3 separate regions of the Sus scrofa genome follow, and regions 1 and 2 are each linked to region 3. A link is a contact called in public HiChIP or PLAC-seq data. All regions are on one chromosome and are shown on one strand. Each heading gives the region's core, a stretch centred on a gene start, on an enhancer-like site or on the middle of the called end of the contact. The rest is flanking DNA. Distances are from core to core; before and after follow the strand shown.

Region 1 (4,240 bases), core at 695-3,194, 170 kb before region 3:
TCTGTCTGTGACCTACACCACAGCTCACAGCAACACTGGGTCCTTAACTGCCAGGAGCCGTTTGTGAAGGTCTGCCTGCTGACAAAGTCCAGGAGACTAAGGACCCCAGACTGCACAGTGTGTCTGGGAAAGCGACGGTCCTGCTGCTTCTTCTCTGCCTGCTTATGCTATTGATAAAAACTGCGGGAGCTGGGGGAATTGCTGTCAAAATTTCCCAGGAAAAAGACCCCAGGGAGGGTACACGTTGGGGCCTAGTACTTACCTACAAATTCCTGCTGTCCCCTTGTTCTATGATCATCATCCATTTCTGAGTACCCCCCACACCTGTTTTTCTAAAAAAGTCCCTAATAGAATGCTTACAGACCTGGAGTACAATTTGTATGACTCATGGAAGTTTAATAATAGGCCAGGGCATACGCCATTCAATTTACAAAGAGAATCTCATTTTCCTTGCCAGGGAATGGTCGATAATTACAAATTGTTACTGGGCATTGAGACGAGGAAAGTTGGTCCGGTTTGTACCTAGCAACTGGAAACAAGTTAGGGAAATAGGGGGCTGCCTCGGAAGGCCAACCAATTGTGAACTGATATGTCAGGCCTATTGGCCCAACCCTAAGGAGTGTCAATGCTATGGTTTCTAGTTCTATAAGAATCAAAATAACCTTTATAAATATAGCTTACCTTTGCTAATGGAAAGTAGTTAAGACCTAACAAAGAGATTCTATAGTAAGGTAGTTGATAAGTTTGCACTTTTCTGCTCCATGATAACTAGGTCATAGTCATGAATACATCTGATTTTAAATAGTCAAGAGGGAAGTACAAGAAACAGGAACATTGTGTATGTCCCCCTAATACGTAAAATCATGGGGAAATATTCGACGGATTGGAAAGTTAAAAAATGTCAAAGGATGTATGATGCATGATATAAGGAAACAAAAATTGTATATAAGCTAAGCCTGTGTCCTGCATAAATGCCAGGCCTGTGTCTACTCCTTCGCCAACGCTGCCCATCCTTCGGGAAACCCTGGTGCAGCTGGAGCAGGACTCCGGCACTTAATCCACTGAGTGAGGCCACAGATGGAACCTGTATCCTCATGGATACTAGTCAGATTCATTTCTACTGAGCTAAGACGAGAACTTCCAAGAATTGACAATTTTTAGATATCCATTCTCATATTTGTTTATAATTTTTTCACTTGTTTTTTATGAAATTATCACATTTGCTTTTTATCTAAAATGGAGGGTCTGTTCAGTTTTTGCATTCTGAACTTTATATTATTATATTATTTTTATATAATTATATTATTATTTTCATCATTATGCTTTTACTTTGGTAAAGCACTTGCAAAGCCTTTGATAACATTTTTTTAAACACTGAAGATATAAGGCCACATAAATAGTAACCTCATTGTTGCAGAAACCGTGCAAGTGGAAAAAGACAAGCGATGCTTGGAGATGCGGAATAGCCAGGTTTATTCAGCACAGTGTGGGCTCAGAGGAATCTCCTCCAGAGTCTGAGCCCCAGGTCTTTGTTCTGGGTAACTTTTCTGTTTTTTTTTTTTTTTTTTTTGTCTTTTTAGGGGCAGACTCGCACATGGCGGTTCCCAGGCTAGGGGTCTAATCGGAGCTGTAGCTGCCAGCCTATGCCAGAGCAACAGCAACGCCAGATCTGAGCTGCATCTGACACCTACACCACAGCTCACGGCAATGCTGGATTCTTAACCCACTGAGCAAGGCCAAGGATCGAACCCGAAACCTCATGGTTCCTAGTCAGATTCGTTTCCTTTGCGCCACCATGGGAACTCCAGTTCTGGGTAACTTTTATACAATACAGACTTCTGGGTCTTAAGGTTTTCCTGGCCAAGCAGCCCCGGCCCTCCCCCTTCCCTGAGCAGAGTTCCTGCCTAAGAAGCTGATAAGCAATGCCTGGAGCACAATAGCAGGGCTGTTAGCAAGGACATAAGGCTTGTAGTTGCTACATGATTACAGGAAGGGTGGTATGTGGCAAGCAAGTCTGCTCACGTAGCTGCCCTTTCAGCTGGGGGTTGTTTCTCTAGTTCTTACTTCATCATAAAAAATTAAAGTGTTGTGAAAATATTTTAAACTAAAATGAGTTGCACCTGGGTAACTGAATGTTAGTGGAAACAAGCTGCCAAACACTGTTTTTAAAGTGTGTCTTATATCTTCAAAAATGAAATTATCACAAAGGATGTAGAGGCACTTAAGGTTTGAAGACAGCAGGAGTTCCCTTTGTGGCTCAGTGGTTAACGAACCCAACTAGGATGCCTGAGGATGTGGGTTTGATCCCAGGCCTCACTCAGTGGGTTAGGGATCCGGCGTTGCCATGAGCTGTGGTGTAGGTTGCAGACTTGGCTTGGATCCTGAGCTGCTGTTGCTGTGGTGAGGGCTCTGATTGGACCCCTTGCCTGGGAACTCTATATGCCACAGGTGTGGCTCTAAAAATCAAAATAAATAAATAAATAAATAAATAAAAAGATTTGAAGACAGTAGTATAAAGTTCACATTTTTCCTTTTTGAGGAAGTACCAATCAAAAGTAACAAGTAGAATGAGAAGAAGAAATTATGAGGCAAATCCCTAAATTACAAATAAGTAGAAGGCTGAGGATGAGGATATTAAGAGTACAGATTTTAGAAAGATGTTGTTAGATTTAGGGTTTGGGATTGGGTCAAGGTTAGACCCAATATACTGCTTTAAGGTTAAGGACTTGACTTAAATCTCTTGTTTGAGGCTAAATCTTTTATTTCAAAGGCAGGAATGAGATTCTCAGGTGTGTTGAAGGAGCTTCTCTAGACTCCCTAGGGTTCTAAGAAACAGAGAAAATGTAGCAACATATGTATCATGTGGACAAGTTGTATTTGCAGAAAACAGTCTGAACCTGTGAAAGTGAGGGAGAAACCTTGCATTGTAAACAATGCTGTAATGGCCTATCTCTATTGGCTGGGGAGATGTTGGGGTCAAATAAACTCATACAGAAAGTTCTGGATCTGAAGCCAAATTCCTGATGGCTTGGAAAACAGTAGAGAGCTGGAGTAGCAGGAAGCTGCCTGGATGGGCAGGAAGCCAGAAACTGCACTGTGGGCTTAAGGAAGTCTTCCTATTGTTGTGAGCACCAAGCCTTGGAATGGCATCTGTATGGACAAACTGAACCTGGAGCTAAGCCACAACCCCAAAAGGACCAAAGTGGGCTTGGTTACTGATAAAAAGAGAAACAAACCTTGTTTGGAGGAGAGCTCTCCAAGTTTGGTTCAGAGCACTCCCGCAGAGTCTGATCAGCAATGAACTCACAAACTGGATTACCAAACACACAAGAAGTCAATAACCTTGAGTAACAATTAGCAGAAACAAGAAACAAAGATTTAAATTTCCCAAGGATTTCAAATATTGGAGTTATAATTACACACATGTAACATAAAACACAGATGTGAGAAGTGGTTGGGGGTTTTTTTTTGGTTGCCCCCATGGCATGTGGAAGTTCCTGGGCCAGGAATCTAACCTAGGCCACAGCAGGGACCCAAGCTGCTACAGTGACAACACTGGATCCTTAATCCACTGTGCCACAGCAGGAACTCCTGTGAGAAGTGTTTTAAATAAAGCATACAGTTTAAAAAGTGAATATTCGGAGTTCCTGTCATGGCTCAGCAGTAAGTAATGAACCGACTAGTATCTCTGAGGACTTGGGTTCGATCCCTGGCCTCACTCAGTGGGTTAAGGATCCGGTGTTGCTGTGAGCTGTGGTGTATTTCGCAGATGCCTAGGATCCCAAGTTGCTGTGGCTGTGGCTTAGGCTGGCACACATGGCTTCAATTTGACCCCTAGCCTGGGAACTTCCATATGTCTTGGGTGCAGCCCTAAAAATAAATAAATAATAAAAAGTTGAACATTCAACTAGAAACACTCAGGAATGAACAGATATAGTTTGCAAAAAATCCAAAAGAAATCAGAAATAGAAAAACATTATTGTTGGCAGCAAAAAACCTCAGTGGAGAGATTAACTAGATTGGATAACTCAAGTGTGAATTTGTGAACCAAAAGATATACCTGAAATACTGACCCAGAATGCAGTAAAGAGAAACAACCAAAAACTATGAAAAAAAAAAACAAAAAACCCAAAAGATTAAAGGACATTGAAGATAGACAAGATCTAACAATTTGATGGCATTCCAAATAGAACAATGAGAAAGGAAGAGAGGGATATATTGAGCAAATGGCCATGAATTT
Region 2 (4,288 bases), core at 412-2,911, 200 kb before region 3:
ATTCTTTGACTAAAGTTTTTCCACAGAAAAACTAAGTCCTGCTCCATTTCAATATTAACCTCCCTAGTAACCTCTTAAAGAGGTTGTTTTTTTTTTGGCCTCATCTGTGGCATATGGAAGTTCCCAGACCAGGGGCAAGTCACAGCTGCAGCTATGGCACCAGTCGCAGCAACAGCAGATCCAAACCATATCTGCAACCTACACCACAGCTTGTGGCAATGCCAGATCCAGGCATCGAACCAGCATCCTCATAGAGACGACGTTGGGTCCTTAACCTGCTGAACTATAATAGAAACTCCCTCTCAAGAGTTTTAAATGTCTTTAAATTGAGCAGCCACTCACATAGCAAATGAAATCCATCAGGATAAGACAGCTAAAAGAACTCAGTGATCCCACTGCCACTGCCTAGGGTGATTACGAAACTATCAGTAACAGCAGTTACCTGACCGTTCACCTCCATGACTACATCAAATGAGGTAGTGAGAGTAACACTATATTGGTTTACAGTATCAGCTTGCTAAGACAATGACCAGAAGTCGGGGATTTATTAAATAAAATAAAATGGAGACCAGGCTTGAAAATTCCCCAAACTGACCAAGCCAGTTAGGCCATGTAATCAAAACTGAACCTAGATTATTTCATGAACGTAAGTGAAATTTAGGTTATTTCTTATAAATGCCTCTGATAATCAACTTAAATAGTCTTCTTAAAATATCTGCATAAAATAAGCACTTTTAACCAATCCCCTGCCATCTGTAAACTCCCACTGCAATGACCATTGCAAAGGTTAAACAACCTTAACGTGCTCACCTCATAAATCACTGGGTAACTACATGTCTCTGTGCTTCTGGTTTCTCCGCCAATAAAATATATCAAGGAAAGCTCTCTTAATTTTAATACTAGGCAGCCTTCTAAACTTTTAATATGTTAAATTTAATCCTCACTACAATGTCATGAGATAGGTATACTAATATTGTAGGTCAAGAACTTGGGCACAGAGAGATGAAATTACTTTCCATGGTTACACAGCTGGTGAACAGCAGAGCCAGGAACTGAACCCAGCAAGCGCAATCGAGAATTTGAGCGCTACAAAAAGGGAATCAATATTTATCCCCATTATAGTAACTGGGTGGAACTTTGCTGAAGGCTTCTGAGTACCCCATCTAATGTTTTGTTTTATCAAGGCTTTCAGCTCCCATCAGACAGGCCACTGCCAGGAACTCCCTGAGTGTGGAGCTGTCAAAGCTGAGTTCGGACACCTATAAAGGACAGACAGGCAAGCTCGCTAGGCAACCCTTTTGGCCTGACCTTCCTCAGTGAGGAGAGCACAAGTCTGGGATCCAGGAGTGGAAACACCTGCGGGGCCTTCTCAGCGGTCAGAGGCGGGAAGGGGGCGGGGAAGGAGAGCCGCGCGGGGCGGCGGGTGGTGCCGCGGCGGGGCGAAGGGAGGCGGGCCGGGGCCAACTCACAGGTCCAGGAGCTGACTGACCCGCTCCGGGGAGGGCATCGTAGCGGCCCTCGGGAACCTCTTCCACGGTTCCGGGGCCGCCGAAATCCAGCCAGAGACAGTCTGTCAACTCCCGCCCCCCGCGTGATGCGTGGCGGCCCCGCCTCTTCCGGTAGCGCGGCGCGGGCGCGCTCGCGCTGCAGGGGCAAAGCCGAGCCCCGCCCAAGGGGCGGAGCCTTGCGCGCGGCGCCCAAGGGGCGGAGCCTTGCGCGCGGCGCCCAAGGGGCGGAGCCTTGCGCGCGGCGCCCAAGGGGCGGAGCCTTGCGCGCGGCGCCCAAGGGGCGGAGCCTTGCGCGCGGCGCCCAAGGGGCGGAGCCTTGCGCGCGGCGCCCAAGGGGCGGAGCCTTGCGCGCGGCGCCCAAGGGGCGGAGCCTTGCGCGCGGCGCCCAAGGGGCGGAGCCTTGCGCGCGGCGCCCAAGGGGCGGAGCCTTGCGCGCGGCGCCCAAGGGGCGGAGCCTTGCGCGCGGCGCCCAAGGGGCGGAGCCTTGCGCGCGGCGCCCAAGGGGCGGAGCCTTGCGCGCGGCGCCCAAGGGGCGGAGCCTTGCGCGCGGCGCCCAAGGGGCGGAGCCTTGCGCGCGGCGCCCAAGGGGCGGAGCCTTGCGCGCGGCGCCCAAGGGGCGGAGCCTTGCGCGCGGCGCCCAAGGGGCGGAGCCTTGCGCGCGGCGCCCAAGGGGCGGAGCCTTGCGCGCGGCGCCCAAGGGGCGGAGCCTTGCGCGCGGCGCCCAAGGGGCGGAGCCTTGCGCGCGGCGCCCAAGGGGCGGAGCCTTGCGCGCGGCGCCCAAGGGGCGGAGCCTTGCGCGCGGCGCCCTAGCGGAGGCCGTATAAAATCGAGGGGAACCTAACCCTTCGGTAAGCGCTGTGGCGGTTATTGTTCTGTTGACGGTGTCCCCAACTCTGGTGGGTTCCAGAGTGGGCCAGGAGGGCGCGCAGCCTAGCCCAGTATCCTCCGAGCCGCGCGAGGTCACTGCTTTTACGTCCGATGCTGGGCCGTGCCTTTGGCGGGGTATGTCGGTGACCGCTGGGATACAGACTCCGTGACCGTCAGAGAGGTTTAGAGGATCTGAGAGTGACTGCCATTTACCTAGCACTTTCTCTAAAGCGCATACTGAGCTACGTGTTTTCCATAATTAACCACATTCATTTAATCCTGTAAAGTCGGAATTTTTTAGCATTTTTTTTACAGATGAGTGGCACTACATATGTACAAAATGCTCAGTAAGAATTTCATCCTGGCGGGGGTAGAAGAAGAGTTTGTGTTCCAATCAGAAAGGACTCCAAAGAAGGAGCCCTCTGGAAGTTCTCAGGTGGTCCAGTGATTAGGATTGGTTGTTCTCATGCTGTTACCTGGGTTCAATTCCTGGTTGGGGAATTGAGATGCTGCTTCAAGCCTGCCTAGTACGGCCAAGGCGGGGTGAGGAAGAGGCCCTCTTTCCCAGGTGGAGTTCTCTCTCCTTGGTTGAGCTGCAGAGTACTTGCTGCTTTTTGGTGCTTTTTCGTCTCTCTTCCCTTTGTAAACTTTTGATTGAAAGTTGCAACCCAATCTTTCTCATCTCTTCAGGATGCTGCTCATTCAGTCAGCACACACCAGGGTAGGGTGTGTGCTGAAAAAGGGTAGGGGTTATGCTCAGTGCTGAGGGTTCAATGGTGAACACTTGAACCAGACAAGTAAAAGAACAATCAGAATAACTAAAATGTGCTAAAATGGAGTTACTTCTCTGGGGAACACTCACATGAGGGTGGGGGAGGAGGTTACAGAAAAGGTACAGAAAAGAAAGGTAGTCTGTTAGGGACTGTAGATTATTCACAATGGGTACAGTGGGAGTGGTGATGTTACTGGAGTCTGCCCAGTGCACAGTGAGGTCAAATAATACTGAAGTCTGAGTTTGGAGTGGAGGAAAGTTTATTGCAGGGCAGTGAGAGGAGACAGGAGGCTCAAGCCCAAGAGAAACTTGAACTCCCCAAAGGCTTTCAGCAAAGCCTTTTAAAGGCAAGGTGAGGGGTGTGGTTATTTGTTGCAAACTTCTTGGGATTAGATCCTTTGTTCTAGCTGCTGTCAGATAGGTCAGGTCACAATGTTCCTGTAAACTGCCAACAAAACAAATGTTATTCTCTATTGTGCAACTTTTTATCTCCATGCAAATGGACTCTTAAAGGTCAGAGCCTTGGGAATAGACTGTCCTGTATATTTCGGGCTATAGGCAACATCCTTCTACAAAAGATGCACAGCCAGCATGACTAAGCACAGACAACAAAGCACAAAGTTTACAGTAAAAAGGAACAGCTCTAATATGGAGTCAGATTTTTTTTTTTTTTTTTTGTCTTTTTGCTATTTTTGGGGCTGCTCCCATATGGAGGTTCCCAGGCTAGGGGTCAAATCGGAGCTGTAGCTGCCAGCCTACGCCAGAGCCACAGCAATGCAGGATCTGAGCCGTGTCTGCAACCTACACCACAGCTCACGGCAAAGCCGGATCATCAACCCACTGAGCAAGGGCAGGGACCGAACCTGTAACCTCATGGTTCCTAGTCGGATTGGTTAACCACTGCACCAGGATGGGAACTCCCTGGAGTTAGATTTGTTACACAAAGAGTTCAGAATAGCTGCAGTGGCGAGAGTGATGAGAGGCGAGTATAGAGCAGCAGATGGCACGCTTTCTATAAAGAGCCATAGAGTAAATATTTTAAGTTTTGTGGAACATCCCTGTTGAGCCGAACTAGGGTCTGCTTACCCTACCTGAGGCTAAGCCAATCTACTGACACTGGGTTGTGGTGAGGGAAAGTACA
Region 3 (4,658 bases), core at 212-2,711:
AAAAATAAAAATAAAAAGTGAAGGAGGGCAAGTTCACACTTTAATCTGTGATTGAATTACATAGATAGTAGGTCTTCTGTAAATTTTTTTGTTTTTGTTTTGCTTTGTTTTGTTTTTATCTTTTTGCCTTTTCTAGGTCCGCTTCCCGCGACAGATGGAGGTTCCCAGGCTAGGGGTCTAATCGGAGCTGTAGCCACCAGCCTACACCAGAGCCACAGCAACGGCGGGATCCAAGCTGCATCTGCGACCTACACCACAGCTCAAGGCTATGCCAGATCCTTAACCCACTGAGCAAGGCCAGGGATCGAACCAGCAACCTCATGGCTCCCAGTCGGATTCTTGTTAACCACTGTGCCATGACGGGAACTCCTTTAAGTTTTGACTAGGGGAAAAAAAAAATCCTGTAGTTCTCTTGTGGTAGAGCGGGTTAAGGATACTGCATTGTCACTGCAGTGTCCCAGGTCACTGCTGTGGTGAAGGTTTGATCCACATGCCTTGGGTGTGGTCAAATAAAAGAAAAAAAAAAAAAAAAAAAGGAAGAGAAAAAACATTTCTGTACTGTGTTAAACAAATTCTTCAGATGGTTTATTTGGGAAAAAATCCATTTTAACTTAGAAAGGAAAAACTTTACCTTAGATTTATTGCCTGGAAATGTACTAATTAAACTAACAAAAAACAGATTAACAGGAGAAGGCACATTTTTTAAATGTGCAGAGGGGTTCACAGAAAAGAAGTGAAACTCAATGAGGCAGAGCTTATATGCCCTTTCAACCAAAAAAGGGGGGTTGAGCTTCAAGGGAAAAAAAAAATTGTAGGGAAGTGAAACTAATAGAAAATAAGGGCTATTTTAGCAAGATTTTGTTTATGCAAATTCGTCTTTTTAGGGCGGTACCCATGGCACATGGAAGTTTCCAGGCTAGGGGTTGAATCAGAGATGCAGCTGTTGGCCTATGCCACAACCACAGCAACGCAGGATCCAAGCTACACTACAGCTCCCGGCAACACCAGATCCTTAACCAACTGAGCAGGGCCAGGGATCAAACCCATGTCCTCGTGGATACTAGTCAGGTTCATTACTGCTGAGCCACAATGAGAACTCCTGCAAATTCATCTTGGTGTAGGCTCCCTGTCTTTGATGAGAACCACTCTTCTCTCCCAGTTGGGGTGAGGGTGGAGGTGATTCTTAATGCTTTCAGTTCAAAATAATCCTTATGCCAACATGGCATATTGGGGTGGCATATCCTGATCCCTTTCAAATGACTGTCCTACAAAATAACACAACCAGTTATTTTACCAGCAGAATAGGTTTATTCAGCGATAGCAGAAAGATTGCAATTAGAGACAAGCAAGCTATAGCAAAAACCATAGGCAAGACCAATTAGCAAAGGAGAGGAAAGTTACTATAAAGAGAAGAGGAAGTTGGGAGGGGTGGTTTTGAACAAAAGTGGAACAAAAGTCAGGGTGGCCCAGCTTTTCCCATTGGCTGAGCTTGTTGCTGGGCAAGAAGAAATCTTCCTGTTGAGGTCTGTAATTGATGCTTCCTGTTGGAGTCTGTAACTGAAGACAAGTGGTCATGCTTGAGGGCTCCCCATTCTGGTCTCTTAACTCCATTTTAAATGAAGTTTCCTTTATTCTGTTTCACAAAAGAGAAATGAATAAAGTTGGAGTTCCCTAGTAGGGCAGTGGATTAAGGATCTGTTGTTGTTACTGCTGTGGCTTGGATTCGATTCCTGGGCTGGGAACTTCTGAATACCGTGGGCACAGCCAAAAAAGAAAGAGAGAGTATAGTAAAAATACCTATGGCGTTAAAAAAAAAAAAACAAAAAAAGCAACATTCTGTACACAGAATTCATTGTTGTGCAGAGTTTATGCTCTTTGGGGAGGCAGGATGACAGCAGTTATGAACAGAAACTCTCATATTCTAGCAGTGTGCTCTGGGGCAAATTTATTAATCTTTTTGAGCTCAATTTCTTCACCTTTAAAATAGCGTTATAAAGATCAAAAGAGATAAGGCACACTTAGCAAGATGTCTGGCACATGGCAAATGATGAATGCTGCAAGTAAAATTTTATGTTCCTCTTTAGAAGATATTTATTTCATAGCAGTACTGACTCCTTATATCAGGCAGAGTTTTGATGATAGAAGCAGAAATACCATGAATAATTTATTAAAGAATTTATTATAGGTGTTAGACCTTAGACAGTTATGGTAGCTGGTTGAGAAGTCAATGCAAGGCTATTACCTCTGTATTGTATAGGGCTTGAAGTCATCCAGGCTGCTAATCAGGGAAGCTGGGTGCAAAGTAGGGAAAAGCAAGAACTAGAATCCATAAGGAAGGGGAGTTCCCAATGTGGCTCAGTGGTTAACAAATCCGACTAGGAACCATGAGGTTTCAGGTTCCATCCCTGGCCTTGCTCAGTGGGTTAAGGATCTGACGTTGCCATGAGCTGTGGTATGGGTTGCAGATTTGGCTCAGATCCCACGTTGCTGTGGCTGTGGTGGAGGCCAGGGGCTACAGCTCCAATTCGACCCCTAGCCTGGGAACCTCCATATGCCGCGGGAGCGGCCCAAAAAATAGCAAAAAGAAAAAAAATTAATTAAAAAAAATTAGAATCCATAAGAATAAACTTGAAACCACAAGGCTAAACCATGCTGTGGAGTGAACTGCAGGAGAAGTTGGTACCCTTTGCCATGGAATTACCCAAGCATTTGGCCCAGGACTAGGAAAAGCTGAAGGAGGAGATATGGGGTGTGCTTGAGGAGCTATGGATTGGGTGCTACTGTACCCCCACAAGGCATGTTAGCAGACGGATGACAATATGTACTCACTAAGACAATGCCTGACACACTATATACTGACTTTCAATCTAAAAAACCAAGAGCTTCTTTGCTTAGGCCTTCCCAAACATGCCTGTAATTCTCCTGTGGCCAACCGTAACTTAAGAATCATGCCAGGAAAGAAGTTCTGAGAAAGGTAGTTTGAACTTCAGTTAACACATTCCAAAGACATCATACTACTTGTATCATTTATGATCCTGTCAACTTTATTATTTATTTATTTATTTATTTTTGCTTTTTTAGGGCTGCACCCTTAGCATACGGAGGTTTCCAGGCTAGGGGTCTAATTGGAGCTACAGCTGCAGGCCTACACCACAACTACAACCTACATCACAGCTAGCAGCAATGGCAGATCCTCAACCCACTAACTGAGGCCAGGGATCGAACCCGAAACCTCATGGTTCCTAGTTGGATTTGTTTCCACTGTGCCACGATAGGAACTCCTGATCCTGCCTACTTTAGTCTGAAAATGAAAACTTAGAGGAAAAGACCCACCACAGCATTTAGCATTCTAACCTTTTTTTTTTTTTTTTTTTTTTTGGTCTTTTTAGGGCCGCCCCTGCAGCATATGGAGGTTCCCAAGCTAGGGGTTGAATTGGAGCTATAGCACTGGCCTATGACACAGCCACAGCAATATGGGATCCAACCCTCATCTTCAACCTACACCAGAGCTCACGGCAACCCCGATGTTTAACCCACTGAGGGAGGCTAGGGATGGGATGCACATCCTCAGGGATGCTAGTCAGGTTCACTTCCACTGAGCCACTACAGAAACTCTTGTCCTGATTTTCTGTATGGAAATAGAAAGAAAGGTTTAGGATAAATTAGGGAGTCCAAGGATAGCAGATCTATTTAGGGCAAGGATTCAGGTGTGTCAGCTAGTTAAGATCATACAAAGGGGCAGCCAGTACAGAAAGTCAGGAATCCAATGTCTACAATATCCCATGAGTCAAGAACTCTTCTAAGTTATGCTTCAGTAATTAGCCAGGTAAAGTTATGAAGTGCTTCCATTCTCTGAAAAGATTTCCCATTTTGTGTGATGATGTTATGACCAACATAATGCACTTTGGTCTGAAAATTGGAGTTTATCCTTTGAGAAGTTATGTTCCTAATGTGCAAATATAGGTAATCAATTCTTGAAGACTTTCTATCTGGAGAGCATAACAGAAGACTCCACATTATATAAGAGTTTTCCTATCTCTGGGTCTCATAAAGGGATGAAGTAATTGATAGAAGTCAGAGATGCCATACTATAAATTTCTAAAATGACTGTAAATTCTTCAATGAATTTCCCTTTTAGAAGGATTTAGAAAGTTCTTAACTACATCATGCAAATCTGATCTTGACCAAAGTTTGAAGCTAAAATGTCAGGTGCTTGGTCATCATCTTTACCTATGTTATAAGACATTATGAAGGACATTGTTTAGTGAAAGGGGTACATTGTTTAGTTTAAGAAGGAGCAATGGGGAGTTCCTGCTGTGGTGCAATGGGATTGGTGGCATCTCTGCAGCACCAGGTGGCAGGGTCAATCCCCAGACCAGCACTTAATGTTGCTGCAGCTGCAGCATAGTTCAAAATTGCGGCTCAGATCTGATCCTTGGCCTGGGAACTCCATATACCTCGGGGCGGCCAAAAAAAAAAGAAGAAAAAGAAGAAAAAAGGAGTAATGGAGTGAAGGGAAGAGGATCTAGGAAAGAAGAGGAAGAGCAGAATGAGAGAGAGGAAGAGAGTTCCCGTCGTGGCTCAGTGGTTAATTAATCTGACTAGGAACCATGAGGTTACGGGTTTGATCCCTGGCCTTATTCAATGGGTTAAAGATC

What was found. HiChIP or PLAC-seq counts read pairs in DNA pulled down with a chosen protein or histone mark.
Region 1: an H3K27ac HiChIP or PLAC-seq map of alveolar macrophages shows a contact between it and region 3. The contact joins two enhancer-like sites. A contact is called at or near these places in 2 of 5 promoter capture datasets (fetal liver and liver), 4 of 47 Hi-C or Micro-C datasets (embryonic fibroblasts, heart right ventricle, retroperitoneal adipose tissue and 1 more) and 1 of 2 datasets of contacts at active chromatin or transcription factors (alveolar macrophages).
Region 2: an H3K27ac HiChIP or PLAC-seq map of alveolar macrophages shows a contact between it and region 3. The contact joins the promoter of AMN1 here to the enhancer-like site in region 3. A contact is called at or near these places in 1 of 5 promoter capture datasets (fetal liver), 5 of 47 Hi-C or Micro-C datasets (alveolar macrophages, blood, embryonic fibroblasts and 2 more) and 1 of 2 datasets of contacts at active chromatin or transcription factors (alveolar macrophages).

The regions. Positions count from the first base shown.
Region 1 is chr5:42,486,050-42,490,289 of Sscrofa11.1, reverse strand. No RefSeq gene overlaps it. Among named protein-coding and RNA genes, the nearest start is that of AMN1, 30 kb to the left of the region's middle. Within about 2 kb of position 1,944, at least 26 of the 83 cell types and tissues checked have an H3K27ac peak or open chromatin away from gene starts, as enhancers often do. A contact at or near this core is called in alveolar macrophages and retroperitoneal adipose tissue, where this site is marked.
Region 2 is chr5:42,515,939-42,520,226 of Sscrofa11.1, reverse strand. AMN1 (protein AMN1 homolog) reads right to left here and starts at 1,661. Exons shown (of 7, transcript XM_021092088.1): 1 at 1,490-1,661.
Region 3 is chr5:42,310,649-42,315,306 of Sscrofa11.1, reverse strand. LOC100511509 (a long non-coding RNA gene) reads right to left here. Exons shown (of 3, transcript XR_001308761.2): 3 at 1,289-1,633. Among named protein-coding and RNA genes, the nearest start is that of KIAA1551, 13 kb to the right of the region's middle. Within about 2 kb of position 1,461, at least 8 of the 83 cell types and tissues checked have an H3K27ac peak or open chromatin away from gene starts, as enhancers often do. A contact at or near this core is called in alveolar macrophages and retroperitoneal adipose tissue, where this site is marked.